Regions from separate parts of the Mus musculus genome. Here all the other regions are linked to region 1. A link is a contact called in public HiCAR-type, HiChIP or PLAC-seq and promoter capture Hi-C data. All regions are on one chromosome and are shown on one strand. Each heading gives the region's core, a stretch centred on a gene start, on an enhancer-like site or on the middle of the called end of the contact. The rest is flanking DNA. Distances are from core to core; before and after follow the strand shown. Region 1 holds the start of Sri (sorcin). Region 2 holds the start of Gtpbp10 (GTP-binding protein 10 (putative)). Region 3 overlaps Cfap69 (cilia and flagella associated protein 69). Region 4 holds the start of Cfap69 (cilia and flagella associated protein 69). Region 5 holds the start of Steap2 (six transmembrane epithelial antigen of prostate 2). Region 6 holds the start of Steap1 (six transmembrane epithelial antigen of the prostate 1).

The links. Promoter capture Hi-C pulls out the DNA fragments that hold promoters and counts their contacts. HiCAR-type assays count read pairs that join an accessible place to other places. HiChIP or PLAC-seq counts read pairs in DNA pulled down with a chosen protein or histone mark.
Region 2: a contact with region 1 is called in a promoter capture Hi-C map of pre-B cells, with 16 times the contacts expected there. The contact joins the promoter of Gtpbp10 here to the promoter of Sri in region 1. A contact is called at or near these places in 21 of 39 promoter capture datasets (the 3T3-L1 cell line, the C10 cell line, the HPC-7 cell line and 12 more), 4 of 484 Hi-C or Micro-C datasets (CD4 T cells, Sertoli cells, cardiomyocytes and 1 more), 11 of 115 datasets of contacts at active chromatin or transcription factors (acute myeloid leukemia, astrocytes, bone marrow-derived dendritic cells and 8 more) and 2 of 9 other capture datasets (liver and macrophages).
Region 3: a contact with region 1 is called in an H3K27ac HiChIP or PLAC-seq map of acute myeloid leukemia, with 14 times the contacts expected there. The contact joins the enhancer-like site here to the promoter of Sri in region 1. A contact is called at or near these places in 16 of 39 promoter capture datasets (the 3T3-L1 cell line, 3T3-L1-derived adipocytes, the C10 cell line and 11 more) and 5 of 115 datasets of contacts at active chromatin or transcription factors (acute myeloid leukemia, astrocytes, embryonic forebrain and 2 more).
Region 4: a HiCAR-type map of astrocytes shows a contact between it and region 1, with 15 times the contacts expected there. The contact joins the promoter of Cfap69 here to the promoter of Sri in region 1. A contact is called at or near these places in 6 of 39 promoter capture datasets (cranial neural crest, embryonic stem cells, frontonasal cranial neural crest and 3 more), 1 of 484 Hi-C or Micro-C datasets (cortical neurons), 8 of 115 datasets of contacts at active chromatin or transcription factors (the NIH/3T3 cell line, astrocytes, embryonic limb bud and 5 more) and 3 of 9 other capture datasets (embryonic stem cells, liver and pancreatic islet).
Region 5: a contact with region 1 is called in an H3K4me3 HiChIP or PLAC-seq map of embryonic forebrain, with 14 times the contacts expected there. The contact joins the promoter of Steap2 here to the promoter of Sri in region 1. A contact is called at or near these places in 9 of 39 promoter capture datasets (the 3T3-L1 cell line, cranial neural crest, embryonic stem cells and 5 more) and 9 of 115 datasets of contacts at active chromatin or transcription factors (VIP interneurons, astrocytes, embryonic forebrain and 4 more).
Region 6: a contact with region 1 is called in a promoter capture Hi-C map of hippocampal neurons, with 31 times the contacts expected there. The contact joins the promoter of Steap1 here to the promoter of Sri in region 1. A contact is called at or near these places in 17 of 39 promoter capture datasets (the 3T3-L1 cell line, 3T3-L1-derived adipocytes, the C10 cell line and 11 more), 3 of 484 Hi-C or Micro-C datasets (cerebellum, cerebral cortex and ventral hippocampal neurons), 12 of 115 datasets of contacts at active chromatin or transcription factors (the NIH/3T3 cell line, acute myeloid leukemia, astrocytes and 9 more) and 4 of 9 other capture datasets (adipose tissue, embryonic stem cells, liver and 1 more).

Annotation. Positions count from the first base shown.
Region 1 is chr5:8,055,069-8,058,107 of GRCm38.p6, reverse strand. Sri (sorcin) reads right to left here and starts at 1,566. Exons shown (of 8, transcript NM_001080974.2): 1 at 1,469-1,566; 2 at 487-570. The coding sequence starts at 1,519. It also overlaps the pseudogene Gm15730.
Region 2 is chr5:5,558,116-5,561,154 of GRCm38.p6, reverse strand. Gtpbp10 (GTP-binding protein 10 (putative)) reads left to right here and starts at 1,614. Exons shown (of 10, transcript NM_153116.2): 1 at 1,614-1,722. The coding sequence starts at 1,690.
Region 3 is chr5:5,611,485-5,614,523 of GRCm38.p6, reverse strand. It overlaps Cfap69 (cilia and flagella associated protein 69), which reads left to right. Exons shown (of 23, transcript NM_172447.2): 13 at 674-838. Among named protein-coding and RNA genes, the nearest start is that of Gm8773, 39 kb to the right of the region's middle. Within about 2 kb of position 1,648, at least 1 of the 459 cell types and tissues checked has an H3K27ac peak or open chromatin away from gene starts, as enhancers often do. A contact at or near this core is called in acute myeloid leukemia, where this site is marked.
Region 4 is chr5:5,662,778-5,665,816 of GRCm38.p6, reverse strand. It overlaps Cfap69 (cilia and flagella associated protein 69), which reads left to right and starts at 1,585. Exons shown (of 23, transcript NM_172447.2): 1 at 1,585-1,909. The coding sequence starts at 1,787. Steap2 (six transmembrane epithelial antigen of prostate 2) reads left to right here. Exons shown (of 6, transcript NM_001103156.2): 6 at 1-988. Gm40262 (a long non-coding RNA gene) reads right to left here and starts at 1,440. Exons shown (of 3, transcript XR_868231.3): 1 at 1,384-1,440.
Region 5 is chr5:5,692,543-5,695,581 of GRCm38.p6, reverse strand. It overlaps Steap2 (six transmembrane epithelial antigen of prostate 2), which reads left to right and starts at 1,493. Exons shown (of 6, transcript NM_001103156.2): 1 at 1,493-1,624. All of the region lies in intron 1 of Gm40262 (a long non-coding RNA gene), which reads right to left.
Region 6 is chr5:5,747,680-5,750,718 of GRCm38.p6, reverse strand. It overlaps Steap1 (six transmembrane epithelial antigen of the prostate 1), which reads left to right and starts at 1,402. Exons shown (of 5, transcript NM_027399.3): 1 at 1,402-1,472. It overlaps Gm46900 (atherin-like), which reads right to left. Exons shown (of 2, transcript XM_017321192.2): 2 at 529-2,268. The coding sequence starts at 1,788. The coding sequence ends at 1,105.

The sequences.
Region 1 (3,039 bases), core at 317-2,816:
TTTACAGCTCTTCTCTACTTCCTTTGTGGGTAAATGATTAATTATCGAATTCAACTGAAAGTAGCTAACTATCATAATTGGGCCATAAAATAATTAATTACTAATATTTGTCTTTAGGTTAGGCAAGCAGAGGTTTTATGTTCAGATCTTGAATTTCTTCTCTGTAAGCAGCCCTTGTTCTATCCTGACAATACAAGTGAGGAGGTATACACTTTGTAGATCTTCAAAGTATATTTATATTCCCCCTTTGGGTCAGTCTAATCCCAGTCCAATCACAAGCTTTGAACTGATCTATTATTGATACAGGCAATACTCTGTCCAAATTTGTCCAGATCTAAAATAAAGACTGTTTTAGTCTTCCTTTCCTTTTACCTTCTTTCAGGCAAAGGGACTCATTTCCAGAGCAAAGACTGTTTTTGTGCCACTGCACTAAATGCTAACACAAACAGAACATAACAATTCTTCAGTATTGAAGGAAAGGCTAACCTGTCCAGCCACAGCAGCAAAGTAACCATATAGCGGATCCTGAGTTTGTCCAGGGAACGCAGGCCCTCCGGGAGCCCCACCATACTGTGAAAAAGAAAAGAAAAAAAAAAAAGGTAAAGGCATCAGAGAGAATTGAATTTATCTTAACCATCCAAGGCTTTTGTACAATTGACGCCTGTGCGACCTTCACAGTCTCTATCTTCCCCACCACCTTGACTCAGCTCAGTGACCCACCAGGCTTGTCCACTCCTGCTCCTGACATCTAAAAGCTGGAGACTTGGTCCAAAACAAGTTTCATGAGAGTGATGGCCACTAAACGCAGACCCACTTTAAAAATCCCTATTAACCAGCTTACAGAGGTCAGTGCACCGGAAGCAACCTGGTGGCTAGGCTTAGGACTGTTTTCCTGTTGGTTTTTACAGCCTTTGCGGTGTTTTTGAAGTACTTGAAGTACTAAGTAAGGCTGGAGTTAGTACAGGGCTGACAGGTGTGGCTTGGGAAGAACAGGGATGGCCGGCCCGGTTATATCTAAAATGAGGGTCCCTCTGTCTCTGACAGTACACCTCCCACATCTGCCTAAGTGGTCTTCCTCTAGGACTTCAGCTCATTTCTCCAGACTTTCTGGTCTCCCTGTCACTTTCTTTTCAAGGGAGTGACCACAGAACCATTCTAGATCAAGATGGCTGTTGTTGCTTTGGGGACATTCCGAGAGAGCAGGAAGTCAACACCAACTTGCACTATCTCACGCCACATATCCGAGTTACAGAATGGGCTTCCTGGGTCGCAGCCCACCCACCGGTGGGCCCTGGAAAGGCCCTTGGAAGAGATGGGGAAGAAAAATGGAGCCAAGGCTGGACATCAGGGTCCAGGCGAGCTCGCAGGGAGCATCTGGGACCGCCCGCGACGCCTCCTCCCGCTCGTCCGTGGCGCCTTCCAGTCTCGGGAGACCAGAGGCTGCTGTGCCCTCGTCCGCTGCACTTACCCCGCCTGGGTAGTACCCTCCGCCCGCGCCAGGGTGCCCGGGATACGCCATGGTGCAGACTGCGCCTCCGCCCTGCCTGTCTGCTGCTCCGCCCGTCCGGCCCAGAGCCGCCCCGGAGCGCACCACGCCGCCCCGCGGGGGCCGCCGCTCGCCGCCACCCACCCCGATCGCCCCGCGGCATCCCGAGTGCCGCCCGTTCCCTGCTGCCTCTGTGCTGTGTCAGCGCCGTCTGCGACCCACACTCGGGCGATGACCCAGGACCCCAGACGAGTTTATATCAGGACCCATTCTCCCTCTCGACCTAGTGGCACATTCCGACATCCACGCACAGCTAGGGGAGGGTTTTTTCCCCCCTTCTTCCTACTGTGCTATTTTGTAGAACATTTACTATTTACACCGGGTTGTTGGGTAGAGAGGACGGGATAAGAACGCTATGCACAACTGTAGGGAAGGGGAGAACAATTCCAGTGGGCGAAGGAGACACTTTACAAAATAGGAAAAAAAAAACTTTGAAAACCTGATGAAAACTTCTGAACCATGCAAGTGGGCTTTTAGCTTTGACTGAGGGTGGCCTGTTTCTTTGCCAACCGTTTAAGCTGAGTGTAGCTCAGGTGCGATTGCTAGGCGTGGGTGTGTGGGGTGGGGTAGAAGAGGGCAGTTTCTAGGCAGGACAGCCTCACCCAGGTCATTCATAGGAAAGTGAATTGTTTAATTTTCTGGATGATTCGAATAGAAACAACCCCAGTGGTGAAGCTTCCTGGAAAGGATGTGAAACTCACGTGGGTTGTTCAGATGTTTCACGGCTTCTTTTTTGTTTTTTGGTGCAATTGCAACAAGAGGTAATTGTTTGCTGGCTCCGGACTGTTAAGGACTGAACAGTGTTGGTTGGTCGATGTTTTGTTTGTTTGCTTTTGACTGTTTGCTCTTACTCTTTCCTTTTGAGATCCAGGTTCTCAGGGTAGCCTCTCATGGCCTCAGCCCCAGATGAGAGTCACCAACGGTTGCCTGCTTTATTGTTATTATTATTATTGTTGTTGTTGTTATTATTAATTTATTTTTATTTTTAATGACGAAACAAAAATATACCTAAAAGCGAAGCTTCTGGAAAAACCATTTGTTCATCCCTGTCTTGTATCGCTCCTCAAACTTGACCTTGGCCTCCCGCCTGACCTTGCGTTTGTTTCAAAGCTGGGTCCCTGAACACATCCTTGTTGACAACAGTCTTGTTCAAGGGGATATCCACAGAGTACCTTGTGGGCATGAGGTGGTTGTAGTTATAAACTTTCACAAAGGACTTGATCTTGGATCGCTTGGCGATTTTCTTCTTGCCCATGGCAGCTGTCACTTTTTGGGGATAGCGGTCAATTCCAGCCACCAGGGCATGGCTGTAAGGGCGGTCCAAGAAGCCATGGTCAATGTTCTTCACGATGACGGCTTTGCGACCGGAGTAGCATCCGGCCAGGACCAGCAACACTTTCCCGGGTTTCATGAACTTGCCCATCTTGACAGCAGGCAGCGGTACCCAGCAGAAAGGAAAGGAGGGCACTTCCGCTCTTGGTTTTGTTTTTAAC
Region 2 (3,039 bases), core at 365-2,864, 2.5 Mb after region 1:
TTAACCAATGAGTCATCTCTCCAGCCTCATCTCAAGTCAATTTTAACAGCATATTTTTAGGAGAGCGAGTTTAGAGATTTAAAAGGTTTATTCTACTATCTTATTATCAGAATTATAATAAAATATCTTGCTGTGATAATGTTTTGTTTGAGGTATATGTATTTTTCTTTTGCTTACATCATCAATGATCCTTAGCATTTTAGATATCAATTTCTTATTTATATTTTATTTATTGTTATTATATTCTGTGTATGTTATGGGAAAGAGAGTGGGCCTATATTCAATAATCATAAATAAACATTAGAAGGTGTGTGCATTAGGCTAAACATTTTGGCATAATTTAAATGGCAGCACATTTTCTAGATTTAACAGGAAAAGTATGATAACAGCAACTTAATATTCTGGTTTTTAAAATAGTAAGTATATTTATTGAGGCTAACATCTGACATTTGGGTCAATATTTAATGTTAATCTACAGAGGCTAGAACCAACCAACCAAACATCTAAATGAAAATGACAGCTTCAAAGTCCAGGAACAGTAAACTAATCTAGACTGAGCAGTAGTTTCCACACTGTGTACTTCCAAATAGGACTCGCTCCTTTCCCAAATTCCCCATCCTATTGTTTAGGATGCAGAACCTTATCTAAATGAATTGGAGTCCTGTTTTCTAGTCTAGGACTCAGGCATGTAGCAGAATGCCCGTAACTGCAATTTTCAGAGTTTCAAGACTAGCCTTTGCCAGGTTCCAGCTAGGAAAGCGGCCTTAGAGGCGCAGGACCTCGGGCTATCTGTAACTAACTTTAAATCAACCTCATACTGAAAAACGGAACATAACAATTCCTTAAGGTTACTCTCAGCTGCACTGCCCTGGCCAGTGACCATGACTGAGTCACATTTCGCCAAGGATTCTAAACCTAATAATTCTAATGATAGAAAATAATAAATGAGCAGTGAAGGGAGACCCCTCTAGTACGCTCGTGTGCCTTTTTCACTTAAAGACTTGGCAGAAAGATTGGCGAAATGGGCCTGCCATTCAGTGATCTTTTTCTGAAGCTTCCTCTCCAAGCTGGAATGTAATCTCTCGTGTTCTCACAAGGACAGCCTTCAAATGAAAGGTGAAAACTCTCGGCTGAGTCCAGGTTGGGGTTTCTGTTTGCCTCCACTGCACACATCATCCTTTGTAAAAATCTAGATCGTCACACTTCTTTCAATACTTCTGTGCTACAAGTTTTAAGTGACTGGTTCCTGAAGTTTAAGCCTTGGCTAGAAAAATTGCTCAAGCCATCATCCAGCAGTCTTTTAGAGCTCTCGGTGTTTTGTACAAGTGTGTCTGTTGGAGGGGTCTTTCATCGTGAGAAAATCCTGGCACCTCAGGTTCTTCAGCTACCATAAAAATGTTTGTGAGGCAGGCCAGTCTCCAGCGCATAGCGTTCAAAGCGTCAACTCCAGAGACTCCTGCCCGGAGCCCTGCTTCCCCTTGCACACAACTTAGACGAATCTGGGCTCTGCACTCTCCTTCCTGCACCCAGAGGCGTCCAAAGCACACGCCCACCTTCCTCGAGCGCGATGCAGCACGCAGGCGCGGATCCGCTGAGACGTCACCTCTGCGACCAGTAGTGACGTCAGTACGCGCGCCCGACCGAAGTTTGTCCGGATTCTGCGGGCGGGAGTCCTGCCCCTTGGAGCTCATGGTGCGCTGCGGTTGCGCTTTGTTGAGAAAGGTTCGTGACGGGGGTCTCCCCAGCTTTGGTGTCTTCGCCGCTCTCCTCCTGGGTTGTCGTTCCTCGGTTCCCGTCTCCTGGGAGAAGATTGTGTCTCAGTGACACGCTGATGGCCGTTTGGGGTCCAGCTTTAGGGAATTCCTGTATTGTTCCCAAAGCACGTGAGAGGATAATTGGGGACCTGCCTGCGGTTTAGACCCGGCATTGCGGTGCACGTGCCGGCTTGTTTGTTTGTTTGGTTTGGTTCTCATTGTTTAAAAGAGAGTCCATAACCTGCTTTTATACATTTCTCCTCCTTTACACTGCTTTTGATATCTTTCTGAAGACTTTTCTGGAAGTCAGAATGTGTGTTTGCTGTGCCTCATATAGAGATTTTACGTCAATTTTTATGTAGTGCCTGTCTTAAAATCCACTTTTATAACAATCTGCAACCAACCGCTCAATTAAAAAAGAATCTCAGTGAGCTTAACTGGCAACGGTGTGTGAAAGCTAGAGGTCATGTACATAAGCTGTTGTTAGGAACAGCCATTATAAATGAGAGTCCTTAATAAATATGACAAATCTAGAAAATAAAGAAAAAGTCACATACTGAACACAGCTTTAAAAGCCCTTACCAGGAATATCTCAGGGTGGTCAACCTTCAGTTTGTTTTTGTTTTTTTTTAAACCCACAGATTTTTTTGATACCCAAAAGTACTGCAGATTACCAAAAACGTGAATATTAATTTAAACGATTGCTCTGTAATTTGAAAGCCTGGGATTATGACACACTGGCTTTATAAGAAGTTACCTACCTAGTGAGGGAAACTAAATGGAAAGTACCAGAGGATATAATCCAGTGTCCGAGGAAGCCTGAAAAGCCAGTCAGTGAGAGTGATGGGCCAAGGAGGCCTCAGATCATACAACCATAAGCCATAGTTTAGTTGTATTTGAGGATACATTGAAACTGACACCAGAAAATGGGTTTATGATAGAAAGAACAAATGATAATCTAAACAGAGGAGAAAGCATGAATAGAGTGGCAGGGAGAGTGGGCAGCTCAGAAAAGAACAGGAAGGCTCCAACAAATGACAGCTGTCCCGGTGAGATCCGGTGAGGGCTTTGAATCCAGCACTGTAAACTTTATTATTTCAGAAGCAGTAAAAACCCAAAGTCACGACTGTTTCTGAGTAAAGAGAGACATAGACATCGGGTTCACTTAAGGGGGAAAGAGATGCTCTTGGCTCATGGTGGCGGATGCATTAAGAAGGAATGATGAGACCCTGAAAGACCATTTGGAGTTCACAGTCAAGATTCTAAGAGGACAGAGGTCCTGGAA
Region 3 (3,039 bases), core at 399-2,898, 2.4 Mb after region 1:
AGCTGGAGTTGCAGGTAGTTGTGAGTCACCCACTGTGGGTGCTGGGAAATGAATTTGGATTCTCTGGAAGTACAGTATTGTTTATTGGTCTAGCCCCCAGTGGGAGTAATTTTTAAAACATGGCATTTACTAACAGATCATTGCAAGAGGCACAAGCAGTGATACCTTGGGTAAAATTTAGGAAGCATATTTCCATTCTGAGACTAGGAAGAAAGGAGGAAGGGTCAATATTTCTGTTAAAAAAAAAAAGCAAAGATGATTGGACTTTAATATCTCCATATATATATATATATATATATATATATATATATTTACTTGAATTGTTTCATTTACTTGAAATGTTTCAGGCTTTGGGTTTTTTTTTTTCAAAAACAGGTTTTTTTTTTAATTAGATAGTTTATTCATTTACATTTCAAATGCTATTCCCAAAGCCCCCTCTACCCTCCCTGCCCCCCCCCTGCTCCCCAACCCACCCACTCCCACTTCTTAGCCCTGGCATTCCCCTGTACTGGGGCATATAATCTTCGCAAGACTAAGGGCCTCTCCTCCCAGTGATGGCCGACTAGGCCATCTTCTGGTACATATGCAGCTAGAGACAGGAGCTCTGGGAGTACTGATTAGTTCATATTGTTGGGTTTCTTCCTATAAATTAAATTATTAATTTTTCCCACAGATTCCTACTTCATTCATGGTAACAGTTTCCATGGTACAGGCGGCCGTGGAAACAAGTTCGCCCAGATGCGTTACACTCTACGGCTCCTCAGAGCCATGGTTTATCTGGAAGATGAGACTGTGAACAAGGACCTTTGTGAGAGAGGGGTTATTCATCAACTGATAGGTAAGAGTGCATGGCAGCCCACTGGGGACAGTTTGGTGTTTATAATTCTGAAAGCGTTGTATGATATATTTTTCTACAAATTGATTTTATGAGTGAGCATATCCTTACCATTTTTGTTTTTTAATCTTGTTGATATCAAGCAATTCTCTTTTATAATCACTAATCCTTTAAACATTTATTTCCTCAGTTAGAGGCTACTTTATTAAGCAGTTCTTTCTTTCTCTCTTTCTTTCTTTCTTTCTCTCTCTTTCTTTCTTTCTTCCTTTCTTTCTTTCTCTCTCTCTCTCTTTCTTTCTTTCTTTCTTTCTTTCTTTCTTTCTTTCTTTCTTTCTTTCTTTCTTTTTTTTTAGTTTTTCAGACAGGGTTTCTCTGTGTAGCCCTGGCTGTCCTGGAACTCACCCTGTAGACCAGGCTGGCCTCGAACTCAGAAATCTGCCTGCCTCTGTCTCTCAAGTGCTGGGATTATAGGTGTGCGCCACCACTGTAAGCAGTGCCTTTTTAAGTGAACTATTGTTGGGTCTCATTTTTCTGGTAATAAGCTTGCCACCTCTTGCCAAGCAGTGTAGACCTATTTTCAAAGCAGATAAAGTTCCCAATCCGTTCACAATAACCAGCACATCTGTGTGGAGAGAAATGTATCCAAGAGTTTCCTTTCTAAAATGAATACTAGAAAATTCATGAATTTCAACTTCCAGTTCAAGCTGCTTTGCCCTTGATTATTTGAAAATACACAGTCCTCCAGCCCTCCCCTTCCTGGTTCTGAAAAGTGCTGTCTCGGGCATTGCTTCATATAAATGACATGTCGTTGGCCCTCTACAGCCTAGCTTTCTACTTCCACATATTCAACCAACCACAGAAGTGTCTGTTTGAGCAGTAAAAGACTCTTGTCATTAGTAAGTAATAATTTATAACAATCGTTAGCATAGCATTTCCTCTGTACTAGGAATTACAGGTAATCCAGAAGTGAGGCAAAGTACCCAATACTACACAGTCTGCTTCATATGCAAATACCACACCAGTTTGTGTTAGACAGCTAGCGGTCCCTGGGCATTGGCTTCTCCAGAGCATCTGTACTCTGCCCTTGCTAGCTCTCTGTTGCTATGGTAAATACCTGGGAGAAACTGGCTCACAGTTTTACAGATCTCCACCCATGGTAATTTGGCTTAATGTTTTGGAGCTTGTGGTAAGGCATTACATCATGATGGCTTGGAAGTAAAAGAGAAAGAGGAAAAGACCAGGTTCCCATCACCCTCTTCCAGTAGGCCACACCACTTAAACTTTACACCACTTCCCAACACTTCCCAACCCTTCCCAAACACACAGACCTCTGGGGGGCAGTCACGATTTACATGGAAACATTGCTAGACGCCAACTAATTGCAGTATGCTTTAAAAACGATTCCTCTACTTATTAAAATATTTTTCATCCAAAATCAGAAGAGAAATAGTGCTCTCTGATTATAATATTTGTGAGAAAAAACATACACGTTGAGACAGGGCCCAGCTGTGTAGAAAAGGCTGGCCTCACACAACAATCTACCTGCTTCTGCCTCCTAAATTGTGCGATCAGAGGCCTGCTCTACCATGCCCAGCTTTAAAGAAATAAATTGAAAGTGAAGTTATGTAAAAACATTTATCTTTGTTCAAAATGGGATTAAAATAACTCAACACGAAGTACATTTTAATCACAACTATGTACATTCCATTGCACAAAGTCCAGTCCGTAGGCTCCACTTTTAGCTCGAAATGCAACGTTTGTGTATCCAGGGGAAAATGGTGATCCCACCTGAGCTGAGAGAATGTGTTAGGGGGAAGAGGAACAAACAGTAGGTGTTCTCTCAGGACAGCCTTCCTTTCGCTCAGAGTTGATCTTTGTTACACAATTCTTAAATGCAAGAGCCTTGTTTTTAACCTAGCAGGGCTTTGTAGCAGTTCCATCCTCCATCCTCAAGAATATAGACAGTGCATTGCAAATCCAGTATCCGTGAATATGCTTTCTCCTCAGACAGAGAAATTAAAAGCTTTATCAATCAGAATGCTGGAAAAACTTGCCCTGATAAGAACAAAAGGAAATCATGGCATGTCTTACTTTGTACTCTCAGCTAGGCATCTAACGAGTGGTGTGGAGAGTAAATGTTACCAAAGGGAAAGAGGCTTAATTGTTTTCAACTTTGAGCAGTCTTAATTGGAGATTCAGTGGAT
Region 4 (3,039 bases), core at 336-2,835, 2.4 Mb after region 1:
ATAGTAATTAAAATTAAATCCACACATTTAAACAGTCGAAGCTCTTGAAAACATAAACCTTGGTGCACTTCTAAGGAGAAATGCTGTGAAACAAATAATTGTCACCAAGTCCATTTGCAAATAGAGGAAGCCCCAGCCAGTTCCTTTTTCTTTTGAGATGGCTAACTTTGGTAAAACTGTTCCAAAACAATAATAACAAAAAACTACACATCATGAGCTTCTTAGTTTTTATATGTACACTTGTTAAAATGGGCATTATTCACACCAGGAGGTGCAAAGTTCTGCATTCCTGACGAGCCCCTAATGGCCACACAGTTAGGAAACCCATGAAAACCACTTTGAGTAGCAAGGATCTAAAATGCTTAATCTAGATAATTTACAAAATTCTTTCATTTTACCTTAAATCAAAATCTAGCCCTTGACATTTTCATGAACACTTATTGAACACCTTCTATGATATTGACTAGAAGGACCAAGAGTATGGCCTTCAGACCAACTACATCAGCATCACATGGGAACTCACTATAAAGGCAAACTGGAACCAGACAAGGTATTCACAAACATGCCTACCTACATCTCCAGCATGTCACAGGCTGGGGACACACAGCCACACCTTCACTCAGCAAGTAAGCAAATTAGTGGCTATGTACAAATTTTTAATTGCCTTAGTCTCAGTAGCATAACATGGTTGGGCTATTTCGTCAATAAATTCCACTAACTATACAGTGAGCACCAAAAAACAAAACAAAATAAAAGACAAAAAAAAAAGAGCATGCCACTAAGCGTGACATCTAAAACAACAGAAAAAATACAGGCTTCCTGGGAAAGATCAGGCCAGACTGTTTCATAGAGTGTAAGCCTTCTGAAGATGGTAGCATGAAGTTTGTACTCTATGAAGAGATCACAAGGCGACTGAGTATGAAGTGCGTGAGACTTCTGTCCCTCTTGCTTCTCAACCTACTAATGAATAAAATAAATGCTATCGTAGAAAAACAATTACAAAACTGGACTGTTGATTTGCCAGGTTGGAGAACACATCCTGTGAAGAATGTCAGTGTCTTTCTCTGGTTGCAAAAACGAGAACTTTCCATCCCAGGCCATACTAGACACCCAACCACTCTACTGCTCGAAAGATTTTCAAAAGTCTGTACTATGCCTTATTTGTTTGTCTAACTGTTCAATTAGGCCAGTACAAAAGTACAACATATATATATATTTGTGTGTGTGTATATATACATATATATATATATATATATATATATGTATATATACACACACACACCTGGGAAATTAAGCTACACTGACTGGTCCTATCTCTGCAGAAAGGGTAAAGTGCTCAGATTTCAAGATTATGCCAATCACATCCCTCAGAATGCATCTTACCTCCAGCTCATACTCCTCCGCCCCACACAGGCACTTATTAAGCAAGGGCCATTGCTACAAGACTGAAACACTAAGTGCATACCGCGATCTCAGTCACTGGTCTCCTTTGTCTCCCGCGCCGCACACCAGCAGACCCTCTTTTGGTGAAGTTTGGCTCTCCCAGCTTCCGTAAGCCCCGCCCCTAGCAACGCCCGGGCTTGTGTTAGCAACTGGAGCGCGCTGGGTGCCTTGGTCCTCCTGTGGGCACTAACAGCAGTTGGATGTCCGCTATGTTGCTGCGGCGGGGGTTACGACAGAACTTTCGGGGTCTTTCTCCTCCCTAGCTCAGCAGCGTGTTTTCTGCCAGGGCTCGTGGGTCCGTGGCTGCGGACGCACCTAAGACCTCAGGCTCCCACCCCGAACCATGTCCACCGCGGAGGCCTCGGCCACCACGGCCGACGCCGCCGAGGCGGGCGGCAGGACGAAGACCGGCAGTCCCCGCACAATCCCGGTGTTTGGGGTGGCGATCCCGGATGGGGAGATGCAGGTACGGCCGGGCTGTGCAGCAGGAGCGGAGAAGGGCATAAGGCTCCAGGGCAACCCAGTGGAATGAAGACCAGAATGAGATTTGGGAACCTGTGGGATGGAGATAATGATAGCCCAGCTGATCCCTGGAGGCTAGTGAAGAGGGGACTGGATGTCGTCAACCAATCTGTCTGGGGACTCTAGCTGCGTGGTTCTCATAAAGGGCGCGGGGGGGGGGGGCGAGGGGGGGAGCGCTCTTTCAAGTGTGGCCACGACAGGAACTGACATTGATTTGATAACTAGATCACTGTGGTGGGTTTTTGGTCTATTGATCCGTTATAAAGTGGCGTTCCCTGGGTTTCTTTCCTGCTAAATTGCCTGCTTCTGAAGCTTGCACTCACAGGTAGGGCAGATGCTGTTTGGAGAGCTGGGCACAATTTTCTTTGTTGTGTTTATACTTGTTTTCGGGTTTGCTATTGTTATAAATGTAAAGATTATTAAAATTGGGTTGAGGAACCTCTCTGCATTGCCCCCACACTAATGGTGTGGGGGGCCACTATGGGAATTCCTGTTGAGACGTCACAACTCCCAGACTGCGTCAGGAACTCTGTCTCCTGTGGCCACATCCTGGAGCCTTGGAGAGTTACTTGGGAGCAGTCAGTTGGCTGGGACTACTTCTGTGGGAACTGGGTGGAGCTCTCTGAGGGCTCTCACACATGTACGCCAACAGCCCTCAGAGTAACTACTTTTACATAAAGAGGGGATGCCAGGGGAATTTCCCTAATCAGTTTTGTGGAGGTATTCCTGTACAAGATCGGAGACGTGTGAGTGATCACCGCTTTCCACTCTCTGGGCTACAAGGAAGCTAGGCATTGCCACTATATAGGTGAGTTTGACTCTCATTTTTCTTTGGGCAAAGATTACATGACACAGACAAACGAGTTTAAAGACGTTCAATGGGTCATTGCAAAAGAAAAAAGAAGTTCGTGACATAGGAAGTAACATAGCTAGAAGTGTCTTGTGTTCATTCCTGCCTCTCCTTCTATGAGTATTCATATTGTTAGAAAGTACTGAGAGAATCAAAAGGCAATTTCTTCCTAAAGAAATGGAATAGAAAACAATTCAGAATTAGGAGAAATCTTGGTGCTCTCT
Region 5 (3,039 bases), core at 244-2,743, 2.4 Mb after region 1:
TCCACCCATGGAGGATGTTTGCTTATTTTAACAGTTCAAGTATGAAAAGCAGATACTCCTTCTGGAAATTGTTGACTCATTCATTCTTTTGGGAGGCAAATGGTTTCGCATACTATTTTTTTTTTTAAATAAACAGAGTCCATGTCTCAACAGCTTTTAAAGATATTTTAAATGTACAACTTACCTGTTTTCTGTAATAACTTATGGCTTTGTACAACTGAGAATAAAAACGTGATAACCTTTGCTAGACCTTATGTAATGCTTTTGTTTATGTGATTGGAAAGCTACATCTTCTCACCAAATGCTAAGGACACAGCAGTTTCCTCCACTGGTCCTCCAAAAGTGTTAGAAATACCCTGCTGTTTTCACTATTTGACAGTAGTTGAAGTGAAACAATAAACACTGATATAAAATGTAAGGATTTTTTTTCTCCCCGTTACCAAAATGGAAAGTATTTCCCAGTTGTCAGTCTTTCCCCCTAATACATCACTAACAGCGGAGTTTGTGCCTAAACTTTAAACCTCAGCTGTATGTATTTGGGGGTGGGGAAGAGATGCTTTTCACAAGGATCAAACAAAGAATGTTTCCCAGGTTGAACTTGCAGAGGTTAATCTGTGTATGCCTTTCAAAGGGGAAAGTGCAGTGCCCTGAGGATCGATCTAAGACCCTCTTCTGCTTTTGTTCTGATTTGTCTAGTTAATAAACCACCAAGAAAGATAATTTTTAAACCTAATTTGCTGAAATGAGAATTTACTAACGTCTGAGGGTGGGGGAAGTAAATTTGACAATTTTCGACAAATTGGTTTTATATTAAAAAAAAATCTCCACTGACACTTTTGACTAAAAAGGTAAATAAAAGATCCCCATCTACTTGTTAATCCAAAATCGGGGGGGGGGGGGATTAGAGAAAGCAAGGTGCCCTTACACAGCTCAGCGAACCCTGGATGCTCCAAGGCCACTGCAGCTCTCCGCAGGCACGCTGGTCTCCTGACTCGGCTTCACCTTCCAGTCCGCACAGAGCTCGGGGGCACCGGCGACAGGGAAGGTCAGAGTCCACAGACTAACCCCTACAGCCCACGGCTGAGAAGGGCCTCCAGTCCCAGGGAGTTTTAAAATGCGGTTCGTGGAAGGGCATTTCTGATCATTCCCTTTCAAGGACATGATGCAGCCGAAAGGGAGAAAAAAAGCGCACTTTCTTCGAGGTTTGTGTGGAACAGAGTAGGGAGAAGGGGGGTGGACAGGGAGGAGGGCACTAATCAAAGCCAAGTCCGGGGCGGCGTGGCGAGCGTCTCGGAGGTAGTGGAGTGTAAACGCGGGCGGGATCCACGTAGGGCTGCTCCCACGGGGGGTCTCCGCAAGATCGCGCGCAGGCGTGGGGACCGCGGCCGGGTGGGTCCCCACGCACTCTGCCCCGACCGACCCGCGCCCCCCTGCGCGTCACCGCCAGCCCTGCCTCCGCGCGCCTCCTCCTGCTCCACCTCCCCGGCGCGGCGCGGTCCGGCTCGGGGGCAGGAGGAGCTTGGGCGGGAGGAGCACTCCGTAGGCCCGGGAGCTCGGCGGGCCCTCGGCGCGGGGGAGCCACGGCGCTGCGCTGCGAGCGTGGCTCGGAGAAGAGGGCGTGGAGGTGAGCCGGGTGGCCAGAGCGCCGAGGTGGCCGATCCGGGGTCGCCGAGCAGCGGGTGCTGTGCGGGAGCCGCATCTTTCCTCCCGGATTCCGGGGGGGGCTTGGAGCTGGCCAGGGGGCGAGTGGGAGGGGTGCTGGAGGGCGTCCGTCGCACGCATTCCGCCCCCTTATCCCCGTCGGTCTTCCCAGAGCTCTGGGAAGTCCTCGGGTCCGGGCCCAACAGAAAGGAGGCCAGGAGAGACCTTGTCCCAGGTCGGATGTGCCCGAAAGGGAAAGGACCCGCAGGTTACTTTTGCCAGCCACTTTGGATTGATGCGGCACTTTTCACTGTCGTACAGCACTGCTTGCCAAACAGGTAAATAATGCCTGCAGTGGCTTTGCTTATAAACCCGGTCATGTAATCCGGGTGTGCTCAGGCCATTTTGCGTTTAGAAGTAATTGGTCTGGTCTTTCAGTGTCCTTAATTACCTCTGCGTCCCGTGTTCAGCCTCAGCTGAAACTTGTTGAAAATTATGCCCTAAAAATCTTGTTCTGAAAATAACATAGGGAGATAAAGAGATTTTATTTTTCCTGTGGTCGGGGAGAATTCCATTTATTATCTTCACTATCCTGTGAAGCAGGATTGGTGTCAGTGTTTACTCTTCAGGCAGATTGTTTGTTTGTTTGTTTGTTTTTAAGTAGAAAAACTTATTCTGACCCACATTTAATTATCGCCCATCACTGTAGGTGAAATAAAATTCAGACTCCTGCCCCCACTTCAACCCTCAGTACTTGATTACCTAAAGCCCCAGTTAACCACCCCACTGCTTGCAACCTTCTTCTCTCTAGTCTACCCTACCACCACCCTTTTAATAGTTTTTTTAATTACTTATTTACTGAGTTGATGTTTTCTTTGACACTGTACTCACCCCCCCCCCTCCATCCCCCGCATCCTCAAGATAACCTATTTGGAAACGTAAGATAGGAAAACCAGAGTGTTTAGCTGCACCGGGGCAGCTATCAGGCTGCCTGGAGATGCTCCTGAGATGGTGGCATTCACTGCGGTTTCTGCCTCTCAGCTAGTCTGGGCGGGGTGGGCTGGCTGGGGCTGGGGCTGGGGGGCAGTTTCAGCAGTGATAAGTTAGCTAATTGTGAAAGATGGGAATGAGGAGCTTCATGAAATCACTCTTATTGTACTGGTACTATGGAAAATGCTCTTCTATTGAATGAGCATAATTGTACTTTAGCACTGGAACAGAGCACAGATAAAGGCAGAATTTTAAAATGATTACACATGATACAGAAAAAAGAGAAGGGTAAAGATGCAACGAAAGCTCAAAAGGCTAGGCCTGTGAGAAAAGAGGCAGGCAGAATATCTGGAGGTGCAGTTACTCTTTGCTCAGCCTGTAACTATGACTCTGAGGTAACCAAGACAT
Region 6 (3,039 bases), core at 153-2,652, 2.3 Mb after region 1:
ATTATCCTTCAAAGGCACATGGAGTCATCAAACCGGGAAGCCCTTGACCCGGAACCACATTACAAAAATATTCAGGTTGGAGACCCAGCTCAGTTGGTAAAGTGTCCTTGTGACTTACAGTTGGAACCTGCAGAGCTCCATTGTGGGAGGAGGGCAATCTCTGGACTTGGAGCTACAATACAGGTTTATTTTGAAATCCTCCCAACCCTTGCTTCTTGGGACTGCCACACCTAGTTATCATCTGACCTCCACGTGCATGCAGTAACATTCATCCACATACCTACAATAAATAAATAAACAAACAAACAAACGTGATGAAGGTATTTGAGTGCAGTTTGGGTGTACAGACTTATTTATAGGACCTAATTTATTTACCCTTCTGGTGTATCAACTTTATTCTTAAGATACACGCCAGAAAATGGGAAACTGAAGAACAACTGCGTGCTGGGAACAGAACCCCTGTGGTTGTGAGTCTTAGCCCACTAACTAGAAGTTTCCCTAACCCTCGGTCTAATGATTTTCTTCCTTGGAAATAAAAGCTGCAAGCGTCTATTTTGCCACAAGGTGTCAGGCCGGGGTAATTTAATCTTCAAAGGCCTTTTACACTATCTGATGGGAGTCAGTGAACCCAAACATTATCCACGGAGCACTAAGACACGCAGGACAGTGGAGTTCAGATCATCCCTTTAATTCCAGCACTCGGGAGGCAGAAGTAGGCTGATCTCAGAAAAAGAGGAGTTTGTGACCCAGGGTCACATTAAAAACAACACTCAGGTTGGAGACGCAGCTCCACCTTGGTCGTTAGTGTCTAGAGTCTGAGTTGAATCTGCAAAACTCTGTGGTGAACGGAGGGTGGTCCCTAGCGTCAGAGCTACGGGTTATTTTTAAATCCTCTCAACCCTGTGCTTCTTGTGACCACCACACCGAGGTATCATCTGACCTCCACGTGTGTATCATAATATTCATTCACATAGCTACAATAAACAAATAAACCCGGTGTAAAAGTCACTCACAAACTCAGATTCATCCTCTGACTGTCCTAACAGCTAGTCGTCTGAGAAACTGCTCTGTTGGAAGAGCGCTCCACCGCGGACGGCGTAATCGCTACAGAGCAGTTGGTCTCCAAGTGTGGGATCCAGGATCACTACAGCGTCGCCCGGCAACAGGCGAAATGCACAACTGCAGATTTCGACCAGGTCCCAGTCGGTTTCCAGTGAGCCCTGCTGGTGACCCTGGGTCCCCCTTGCACAGCCAAGGATTCGCCCCCGGCGACGCCCCTCCCACGGCGGCCGCAGCGAAGCCCCTGGGTGTGAGCAGGAGCTGGTCTCCGGCAGGGGGCGCTGTGCGCGCGGCGGCCGAGGGGCGGGGTCTGCGGAGCGGGCTGTGCTGGGCAGCGAGATTCGGGCTCCGCGTGGGACTGGGAGTCCGTCCGGGCAGCGAGCGCCTCGCCGTCGGGTCCCACGGAGAAGCCGGTGAGTCCCGAGTCTCGTTCGCAGGCCGCTTGCTCCCCGCCTCCGCGGGCCTTGGGAATCTGCTGCGGGCCGGGGAAGGGGTGAGGCGGGTCTCAGGGGCGGGCGGTGGTGCTCCGGGCAGCGGGGCGCCCCTTCGGCCCCTCGCGGATCTCGGCGAGCCCCGCGGGGAGCAGGTCTCCGCGGTCCCGGCTCTGGAGCTTAGGTCAACTTTGCAGTCAGGTTGGGTTCCCCCGGTAAGTTTGCCAACTTGGCAGTTTCCGCAAGTTTGCCTCGCTGGATGAATGACTCGTCCTGCTGTTTGAGCTGGTTTCTTCATGGAATTTTTTTTTTTTTTTTTTCATTTTAAGTCTTTGGAACACCGGTCCTACTCTTTCGGGATCTGAGTAGGATTCGGGTTTAAAATAGTCAGAGCTTTTAAATAAGGCACTCTGGTGAAAGCAACTAACAGACGTTTGTAGTCCAAGAATTTAAGTCCACTTCAAATTTAGTTATGCTGTTCCGTTGAGGTGGGGGATACATCCACATCTCGATATAAAATCAAGGGAATGTATTTAATATTAATGTTAAGCACTTGGGGAAGCAATGCTTTAAGAAACAGCCCGCTGTAGAACACCTTCCCCTCTTCCAATAATTAACTGTGGCAAAGCAAAAAAATACATTTGAAAGACTCGTGGGACATGCACTGCAACCCACAATGTATTCCAGTCACTGGGTTTCTTGGATTCTAAACTCCTTCCCATAAACATGAGTCTGTTGGGCTGTGTCAATATTTAGCAGGAACAACAAGCCAGCCAACCTAATCCAGGAAAACAGAAATCACTATTTAATGGGGAAGAAAGCTGGAGAATGTTGGTTCAAATCCTGGAGTTCTTGACATCTCTGCACTATGCTGTTTCCTGCTGAGTTTGCTGGACAGCCTGATGAAACCTCTCCTGTAGAAGTGTAATTATAGGTGTAGCTAAGGTCTGGTGGAAGAAGGCATGATTTATTTAGCTGATAGTTTGTTTTCCTGGTTTCTGGGCATACAGTCAACAATCACCTTTACGGGCATTGGCTCTTTTCCTTAGCGATGCTCCTCAGAGTGGTACCATGCAAACAAATGGCTAGGCATCTCCTCTGGGCCACTCTGTCCTTCCACCCAGAATCTCTCAGCAGTGGCTGTCTGTCATGTCAGCAAGCACCAACAACTCACTGCAGGTCACAGGACTGGGTAAAGAAAGGGGCTCTCATCCGTTTTCTCCACTTCCTTTCCAGAGCCACCATCTGTCTATACACTATTATCCTTTAAGATGTATGGCATTACCACACAGGTCTTAATGGAGCGTTTCCCTGTCCTAAACTTTCTTTGAGAACAGACTTATCATTTAACTTTGTATTTCCCGTGTCTGCCATCATTGTTCAGTGTGATTAATGAATTAACAGTGAACAGCTATAGATTTATGCTTCACTATCTTAAACATTGTGAATCACAAAACTTAAAATACACTCTAAACGTAGCAAACTGTTTCTTATACTTGTTACTACAGTGCATGCTACCCTATTCCTAGATACCCAACACCAACCTACT